Linked DNA regions of Ovis aries: region 1 is linked to region 2. The links are chromatin contacts, called in public Hi-C maps. All regions are on one chromosome and are shown on one strand. The core of a region is the stretch at or near the end of the contact, and the rest is flanking DNA. Distances in the headings are between cores, read along the strand shown.

Region 1 (5,017 bases), core at 1,068-3,567, 130 kb after region 2:
CTCCCCCTAGCAGGGCCAAAGCATGAGTAGGTGGGAGGAGATGGGGCACTGCATATAAATCCTTGCGGGTTTACATAGATTTGTTTCTGGCCTACATATTCCTGGAGATCTGTTCTGATCTCTGGACGCCCGGAATTGAAAAACAAAGGAAATTGAGGAGTGCATCCCCAGTAATAGCCCGCATGCACATCACCTTAGCTGTGTCCACGAGACTTTCACCCGCTGCATCCACTCCTCACTCAGCAGCCGTGGAGTTGCATCACCTCTGCCCAGACCTTGCCATGGTCAAGGTCTAGTGTGTCACCTTGGCCATCTGGGCCCCTTTCCATGGGCTTCCACAAGTGTGCCCTGTGTTCTCCCACCTCTGGGCTTCCACGTCTGTCCTCCCCAGTCCTGTCGCCCCACGTCGCACAGGAAGCCTTCCCATGCTTGAATCTGTGCCAGCACTTCCCCTGTGTGTCTCTCACCACATCCTGCTCCCTAACCTGCCCAGTGATGGCTCTGACTGTTCCCACATTAGCTGTGAGCTCCATGGGGTCAGGGACTATGTCCTTCTGTCTTGTGACAAAGTCACTGCTGAGGTTCAGAGTCTGGCATGGTCTGGGGCATGTAGCAGACGCTCCAATCATTAAATGGAATCTAATGGAAATAGAAATTTTATGTGGGACAGCGCCGCCTGAGTAGAGCACCAGGTGTTGACTTGTGGGGCCGCAGTGCCTGCTGAGCTCTGGGTTGCTGAGGGAGTGGAACCCCTTTATTATTACCTAAAAAACATTGCTGGCTGTAGTAAGTGCTCTTCCACCCTGCGGAGGAGGGAGAGGAACAAAAGAGGTTTGGAAGAAAAGGTTGAGGACTGGGGATCTGGATATAGGTTTTGGCCTTGGAAATGGAGTCCTGGACAGGGTGTGTGATCCTTACACAGGAAAGGGATGGGTTGTGAGGCACTGGGTTTGGGATCAAGGTGTGGTGGAATGAAGTGGAATTGTAGTTGGAATGAAAGTTCCTTTGCTCAACATTGGTCAGTGTCTGGCCCAGAAGGTGGGCTGTGGGCTAGGAAGAGGTCACACAGCCCTAGGAGGCTGAGTGCCTGCAAAGAAGAGACAGGAGTTTGCAATAAAGGAAGTCTCAGCTGTGCCAGATGAAGGTCTGAATGGTGGCGACAGGTGTGTGGGGGGTTGGTGCCTGGGCTGGGAGATCTACATCCCAGTGGCTGCTGCCAGGGCAGGTCCCTCCTGGGAAGGCCTCAACATCCCCCTCCCCGTTGTGAGGTGAAATGAGGGGGTGGGGATTAGAGCTCGCCCCATGGAGAGAGTGAGGAGGTCCACTCAGAGCCTGATCCTCCGTTTACTGGAGGTATGGCTGCAGAGAAACTTAGCCCTGGAACTGGTGCTTTCTCCTCTGACCTGGGGCTGGCTTCACCTTCCTAAGCTTCAGCTCCTGAGACGGCCCACTCAAGCCCTACACCTCACAAGGCAAGTAGATCAAGCACCTGAAGCCCTCGCCAGGCACATGAAAGCAGCTGATGAACTTTTTCTTTTTTATCATGGTTTGTGCTTTCCTAAGAGCTCATAACTAGTGCGTAGGGACTTTTTTTTATTCCTGACTTTATGGGGTCCTGAGGACTGGAAGAATTTAATCTGTTGAATGGATGAATGAGTACAGAAAATGCTTTTAGTATGTAGATTCTCATGTCTATTTCGGCACGAAAGACTCAGGCCACACTGCTGGCTGCTGCTCTTTCAAGTTCAGCATCCGCCCACAAACGTATTTCCTGAGAACCTGCTGGGCGCGCGGGGATTCGTCCTTATTCTTACTCCCACAGTCGGGGAAAGTGAGGCTCGGGCAGGACCAGACACGCCCAAGGTCAGCCTGGTAGGCGAGGCTGGGGCTCCAAGCGCCTGACCCGGGCCCTCGCCCGCCCGGGCAGCTCGTGCTGCCCATGGCTCGGGAGTCGCCACAGTATCCCGTTGGGACACAGATCCCCCGAGCTGTCCTCGGGGGAACGGGATTCGGCAGGCTGCGCACCCTTTCCCGGACCCAGTAAATTATCTCCCAAATAGGTGCTGGGCATGCCCCGGGGGCCAGGTCTCCCCTTCTCCTTCCCCAGCCTTCCCTGGGACCCCAACAGGGTGCGGAATGGGAAGTGCTGAGCAGCGGCCAAGTGTAACTGAGTCCGAGCTCCCCGCCACCCGGCCTGGCGCCTGCTGGGGTCCCCGGCCCGCCTCCCGCCCACGTGGCCGGCCCGGCCTCTCCGCCCCCGGCCCGGCCCCGCCCCGCCCCGGGGAGCCGCCCCCGTAGCCGCCGCTGCCAGAGTCTTAGCGGCGGTTCGCGCCGCAGCCCCGCGGGTCGAGCCGGTGCTGGGAGCGGAGGTAAGTGTGGGCGGCTGGCCTGAAGCCTCGCTACCCGGCTAGACCTTCCCCGGCTGGAGACCCTGCTAGACACCCTGGGGCGGGAGGCTTTCCCGGGCTGGTTCCTCTCCACCTTCACCCACCAAGCCGGAGCTAGACCCCACCTCCAAGCCGCCCTCGTTCCATCCCGGTGCCCGCGGCAGAGTGTGCGCTCCTGGCTCCGCGCTCCCTGAACGCTCAGGGGAACCCTGGACGGCACAGGTAGGCAGTGCCACCACCAGCCCCGACCGGCCGCCGCTCCGCGGGAGACCCTGACTCCGATCCCCTGGTAGCTCTTGGGCTAAAAGTTCCCGGACCCACTTCCGGGGAGGGAGATCCACCTGTCTTGGGGTGCAGCCCCTTTCCCTCGGCGTGTCTTCCCGTTGGGCGCTGTTTGTCGGAACTCGCGGGACTACCAGTCACTTCGCGGCGGGGAACCCGGCTTTGGGCGCGCGGGGCGGTGGCTGCGGTTTCGGTCCCACTCGGGCCCGCGTGCTCGTTGCTGCTTAAACTAAGCGGCTCGAGGATCCAGGGAGGAGCAGGGGGAGGCGGACACCATGGGGTTAAGGCGAACTTCTCGTAGCCAGAGAGGGGCAGGCGTCTTCCGAGTATGGGAGTTTCTACTGAGTCGAGTTCCCGTGGGCTCTGCCACGAGGAAGAACCGCGCTTGCCTTATCAGCGGCCTCATCAAAGGTTTATACGTTGATGAAACTGAGTGGCTTGTTCCTCGAGGGCTCTCACTCCGTTTAATGCCTAAACCAGGCTTGCCTCCAGCACTGGGCAAGGATGCGACAACTGCCAAATGGTGGTTGTCTTGGGTGAAGTAGCAGAAAATTATTTTTAAGCAGTTCATGCACTGCCCAGGTGTTAGCACCTTCTACCCTGGGTGCGGAAGAGTTTTGCTGGGTCTGGGTGTCAGCTGCAAGTTACTTCACCTGCTCATGCCTCAGTGTCCTCATCTGTAGAGTGGAAATGATAACAGTACAAACCCTAAAAGGTTGTGTGAGATTAAATTTTTTATTGTAGTGCCTGGTACAGGCTAAGTTCTCCCTCGGTTAACTGTCCTTCTTGTTACTATTTTGACTGATATTAACAGAGCACCCCCATCCCTAACTAACTTCACTGTGAGCTAGGTGAGCAAGCTCTGCGCACTTCCCTGTTTCCTGATAAAGACCTGAATTATTTACACAGTAGCCGTGGTGTCCCCTTCCACCTTGAAACACTTGGGCTTTGCATTAACACTTTCTATGCTTAAGCAGCCTTGTGTGAAATGTTATCTCAGAATGTGAAATTAGAGATGACCTTTGTCAAGGACAATCCTGGAAAATGTGGTCTTGGACCTTCTCTGGAGGCTCTGGGGTGTTGTGGGATGTTTCCCTCACTGGAGTGTAGTGGGTAAGGTTTCATTAGGACCCCTTCAGGCCTTGGTCCCTCTGACAGGCTGACATCTATCAGAGCTAGAAGAGGTAGTGTGGGAGTCTCTTTATGGGTCTGAGGGCCTGATCTTGCCCCCTCTCTTTCTTTTACTCACCTCTAAGCTTGTCCATTCCATCAGTGGGGCGCTCCTGGGCTGAACCAGTTTAGTTTTTTCTTTTGGCAGTGGTAACCAGACAGACATTCTTAACCTGGGGCTCTAAGAACCTTCTGAAATACACCTGAGGTGCTTGGAGCACAGGTGTGTATTTTTTCAGAGGGTTCTCTTTACATTGTATTCTACAAAAGGCCCGCATCCCCCAAATGTGGGCCCTGAACACCAGGTGGGAAGATGGGAGTTATGGTCCCCTATATAAGACAGGCCCACTTTTTAATGGAGCCAAGATGTCAGCATTTCCTCTGTCCCTGTAGGTAGGGGTGCGCACATGTTCCTTTGTGCCCTTGCTCAGAGCACACCTACCAGTGGAAAGTTCAGAGTCAAATCAGCTCTGCCTTGACTTGAGAAAATCTGATAAAGTCAGTGGGGAAAGAAGGCAGGCGGGGGTGGGAGATGTGTGTTTAGGGCCTGTGGTGGGGCCTTTAGGATAGGGTGCAGTTGATGACTATCTGAACTCAACTTGTCAGGAGACTCCTCAGGCTTCTCTTTTGCACATGCTTTTCCTTCTGCTGAACACACGCTTTCACCACCTTTTCTCATGTCTGGCACTTCATGCCATTTAGCTCAGATGTTTCCTCTGTAGAAAAGTTTCCCCTGACAACTTTGTCCAGAGCAGCCCCCCACTCTGTCAGTTTCTGTCATGTTCCCCCATTTTTAAAAATTAATTTTATTTTTGGTTGGCTGCACTTGGTCTTGGTTGCTGTGTGAGGACTTTCTCTAGTTGCAGTGTGCAGGCTTCTCATTGCAGTGGATTCCCTTGTTCTAGAACACGGGCTCTAGGTGTGTAGATTCAGAAGCTGTGGCACACAGGTTTAGTTGCTCTGCAGCACATGGGATCTTCCCAGACTAGGGATCCCTCGCATTGGCAGGCGGATTTGTACCCTCTGCACCACCAGAGAAGGCCCACATTCCCCCGTTGTATTTTACTCTTGGAGTTTGTCTCAAATGGTTTTCCTCATGTATCTGCTCATGGGTTTATTGTCTTTGTCCACCCAGAAGAATGTAGAATCCTGTTGCCCTTGTCCCTGCTCCACTCTGG
Region 2 (4,339 bases), core at 42-2,541:
ACCATTAAGACACAGGAAATATCTGCAACTGTAGTTCTAAATGAACATTTCAGAAAACTGTCTTCATTCTAAGTGGTAGCCCAAGAGCAACTTCGTCTCGAATCCCTTATTGTGTAAGAAGACAGGCCCAGGGATGAAGTTTCTCAGCCCAAGTTTCAGCCCCTACTAGCATGTTTTTTTTTTAACATAGCTGATTTCATTCTTCAGCACTGAAAACATAAGTCCCTGTTACGTCTTCCTATCTTAAGGAAGAGACTATCTTAAGCTAGAGCAACCACACCAGCATCATCCCCAATGCACAAAACATGGGGCTTTTATTTTGATGAGTTTACTAGAGCCAAGTCTGCAACCCGGGCGCAGCAGTCGTGGAGCCGCAAAGGCGCCGTCCACCTCTCGGCATGCACGGCCCGAGTGACAGCGGCTGCACTCAGGGTCACGACGCTCGGCCGGGAGGCTCCGGGATCCGTGACGGGCTTCGCCGACGGCTTTCCGCGCGGGCTAATCAACAGACTTTCAGTATTTTTCCCTCAAAATTGTCCATTTCCTTCCCTAGCTTGATCAGAAATCATTAAGTCTACAGGGTCGTTTTTCCTCCTGCATTTCCTCCGAAGAGGTTTTCGAAAAGAAAATTCCAGGATCTGGATTTATCACCTCACATCACGGCAATTAAAAAGCATCTTTTGTCAAATACCAGGGAGCCCCGGGCGCGTAGCGACCGCCGGGCCCATCAGCCACGGCGGCGGCGGTTTGGTCGCCGCCCGCCGACTCCCAGACCCCGAGCGCGGCTCTCGGCCCAGCGACGCAGGCCCACGCGGGCCTCGGGAGGGCGGCCCGGCCTCGGCAGCTCCGGGCGCCGCCCGCGACCGGCAGGGATACTGGGGGGCGGCGCCCACCTGGGCCAGGGCGGGCACCTGCGGCCGCGGCGGGGCCAGGCCTGGAATCTGCCAGCCCCGCTCCTTCCCTCGCCTCCCGCCGCCTAACCTGTGGGCTGTCCTCCAGCGTCTCCTCGATGGGCAGCTTGTCGATCCCCGGCATCGTGGCAAACGGAGGGCGGCGGCAAGAGACGAGGCGGCCGCCCACAGCTCCCCGCACCCGCCCGCCTGCAGCAGCTGACCCCGACCCGCCCTCTCTCGCTGGCTCCACCGCCCTCGCCGGGCGCCGAGCGGCCGCGCGATGGCGCGGGAAATCCCGCCCCGCCGGCCTGCCTGCTCCGCCTCCCTGCCCGCTCATTGGCTCACGACGACGCCCGTCAGCGCAGCGGGGCTAGCCCGGAGGTTCCTTCGCTGCTCCCGGCTCCGCTGAGATGCAGGGACTTGGAGGAGGCGAAGGCGGCTGAGGCGGCCTTCTTTGCGCACCTCGACACCTACCCTTCGCGAGCGATTGGCTATAAATCGTAGGGGACCGTCTTACCTCAGCAAAGCGTGCGTCTCCTGGAACCAGAGCTTCGAGTGAGGACCGTTCTGGGGAAATTGGGGCTGTTTTACTTCTCCCTCAACGTTTTTCGTCAGAGACCACGAAAGAGGCCTCTCTGCAGGCGCCTTTAGTTTCCAAAGATTATAACCTTCTCAACTGCCCGCAGTGTCCAGTCTCCCCTCTCCAGCAAAATGGTGCTGGCTAACTCAGATATCTGCGAGATTAGCTGTGTTGTTAACTTGGCTTTCTGGTAAATTCGTGGATAGTAGACTCGAAAAGAATTTTTTCTGAGCACTTGGGTATCAATATATGCATTGAAAAACCCGACTTTGCTGCCAATTCATCAGTTCTTAGCTGTCCTTGAGAGACTGACATGCCGCAATTCAGACTTCCATATTTCTTATTAATCATAAGTGAAAATATCTTTTTAAAGTCAGGGTACACTGATTTATTATGTTAGTAACTGATTTTAGCATTTCTGTTAAAGTTTTGGAAGAATATTTAAATAGCTTCTTCAGCATCTAACTTTTTTTTAATAAGAGAGATAAGGTGAGCTGTACTTCTAGAACTTGATCTGGATTAGAACTCCTGCCTCTTTTGTCCATCTTTGTGTCCAGATTCTTCATGGAAGAATCTTTATACAGAGAAAATGGCAGAATTACTAGTGTCTTGTAAATACCTAGCCATTAATCCCACTAGTCCATCCCATTTTCATTCAAGAAATATAAGAAATGCCGAATAAAGACTATTAGTTGCCCAGTTCCACAGATAAATTGGAATGAATCCAGGTACGGTGGAACAAATCCAAATACAGTAACTGGAATGGAAGTTACTTTAAAATACGAGATTTTCCCAGAATCTCTTAAAGGAAAAATCAAATTTAAAAAGTTTTCCCAAGTAGACTTGCAATGTAGTTTCATGGGATTATTCATAGCTTTCAATAACTTTGAGTAAGGGCTCTCCCCTTAAATTGTTTATCAGCGAGTCACTCTGTATATGAGATCTTTAGTTTCTGAAAGGTAGTTTGGAGTCAGTTCCTACAGTGTTACTGGTTGCCAGCTGCTTGAAAGTACCTGGCATCGGCATGGTACAGATCTCAGCAGCACAACTCTGGCCTTGGACATTTCTTGTCTACTCTATCAGCACAGTGGCATGCAACCTGACTCTGAATTAAGAAGACTTTCACAGTAAGTGACATTCTTGGTTGAACTGTGATTAGATTGTAAGTGAAGGAAAAGAAAGTTAGTGACAATTGATGAGAATCAGGAGTAAGTGACAAATGGAAAAAAAGTGTAAGAAAGAAGAGTAATTATACGGTGTAACTGAAGTTTGGCGTTTTGGCCAAGCTAAATAATTCCAATGAAAAATTATCTTAGGTATCTGAATTACCTGGGTGGGGTATTATCAAGTTAAATGGTTTCCTTTTTTGTATGTTCCATGCTTCTAAACTGTATTTTTGTAAAGGGTTCTCAAGAGGCTATTATATTATCAGAGAGGAGCAAGGAATTCTTCCTGGGTTCAACTGATTAAAAAACAAACAAAAACAAGTTGACTATTCAGTTGTGTGGAGAGGCAGTTCAGTCAAATTATAAAACTAGAAAGACTCTTAAAAGGCTTTCTACTTGGATTCTGTAGCTTTAAGCTATTATTCAGTCTGCTCATCCAGAAAAATAATTGTATTTCCTATTTTAAAACACGCCTGAAGTTGCAAGATTGCAGTTTCCTTTGATAGCTAGTATAAGTTTAATTAGCCTAAGTTCTGTACAGTTGACCAAACTCGATTTCTTTTATAGAGGAAATGAGGCTTGTTCAGAGTATGCCTCAGGGGTTCCTAGAGACTCACGTGTGGGTAGTAAAAAAAAAAACTTTGGCCAGCTAGTTAATTTTATGGAAGGCGAGGCAGGATTAAATGACATCCGCCAAAGAATTCACTGAGACGTTTCACACATATAATTTACAATAAAAAGATGTACAGTTTGGTAAGTAGATTTGTTAATTATTAGTCTCTTAAAATTATATTTGATCTTCTTATAATTAGGTTTTTACATGATACTTCTTGAAGTTCTGGTCTGTGGTATTATAGGAAAGAATCCAATAACCAAAATGACACTCGTGTTTTATTTTTTAAAATGATCCCCCTAGGTTAGTGGTTACCAAACTTACGCACACATAAAAGTCATCTGGGGGAGGTTGTTAGAATACAGATTATCCTATCTTCAGCCCAGCAGAAGAGTCTGATGCCATTGGTCAGAGGTAGGGCTGGGAATCTTGCAGGTGAGTCCAAAGCAGCTCATCCTCAAACCGCATGTTGAAAATCTCTCTCTAGAATGGAAGATAACCATTTCCCTTACCCAAATCACCGTGTGTTTTAGACTATTAAAGAGTCAAGTAAACATTTAGGAAAGAGTCTTTAGTTCCAGCTGAGGGTGGTGAGAGGGACACCATTTCCAGAATCATCTAGAGAGCTTGGGAATCCTACTTCTTAAAAATATCCCCTGAAAGACTCCATCAATCTCAAATTCTGGTGTAATTGATACTCCTTTCAAGAGCATAATGTATACTGCAAATACTTCTAGATGTTACCTAATAAATCACTCCTTAATGAGACTCACTTTAACAGATAATTCAGGTTTTTTTCTTACGTCTGAGTTGAACAAAATTCAAGAGTATATTAATTGATAATTGGGGATCCTGAGTCACTTCCATCTACTCTAAAACATTTGAACCAGTGGTAGAGGTGGGAAAAGCTTTGGGCAGTGGGAGTAGAATAAAATGTTCTGAGGAATGTGTTGCAAAAAGAGGTGGTTGAGCAACCAGGACTATCAGATTCTTCATTGTGCCAGTGCAAGCCACCCTCTGGCCTTTGATCTTAATATTAATACTGTTGTTGTTTTTGCTGTTTGCCACAGCATCCTTAGATTATATA

Evidence for each region. Hi-C and Micro-C count contacts between places; a contact is called where the count stands out from the background.
Region 1: a contact with region 2 is called in a Hi-C map of tail adipose tissue, with 3 times the contacts expected there. The contact joins the promoter of ARHGEF3 here to the promoter of HESX1 in region 2. A contact is called at or near these places in 2 of 16 Hi-C or Micro-C datasets (hypothalamus and tail adipose tissue).

What each region holds. Positions count from the first base shown.
Region 1 is chr19:44,102,550-44,107,566 of ARS-UI_Ramb_v3.0, forward strand. ARHGEF3 (Rho guanine nucleotide exchange factor 3) reads left to right here and starts at 2,318. Exons shown (of 13, transcript XM_042236047.1): 1 at 2,318-2,609.
Region 2 is chr19:43,974,072-43,978,410 of ARS-UI_Ramb_v3.0, forward strand. HESX1 (HESX homeobox 1) reads left to right here and starts at 1,292. Exons shown (of 6, transcript XM_042236046.1): 1 at 1,292-1,448. It overlaps APPL1 (adaptor protein, phosphotyrosine interacting with PH domain and leucine zipper 1), which reads right to left and starts at 1,170. Exons shown (of 22, transcript XM_027958257.3): 1 at 982-1,170. The coding sequence starts at 1,035.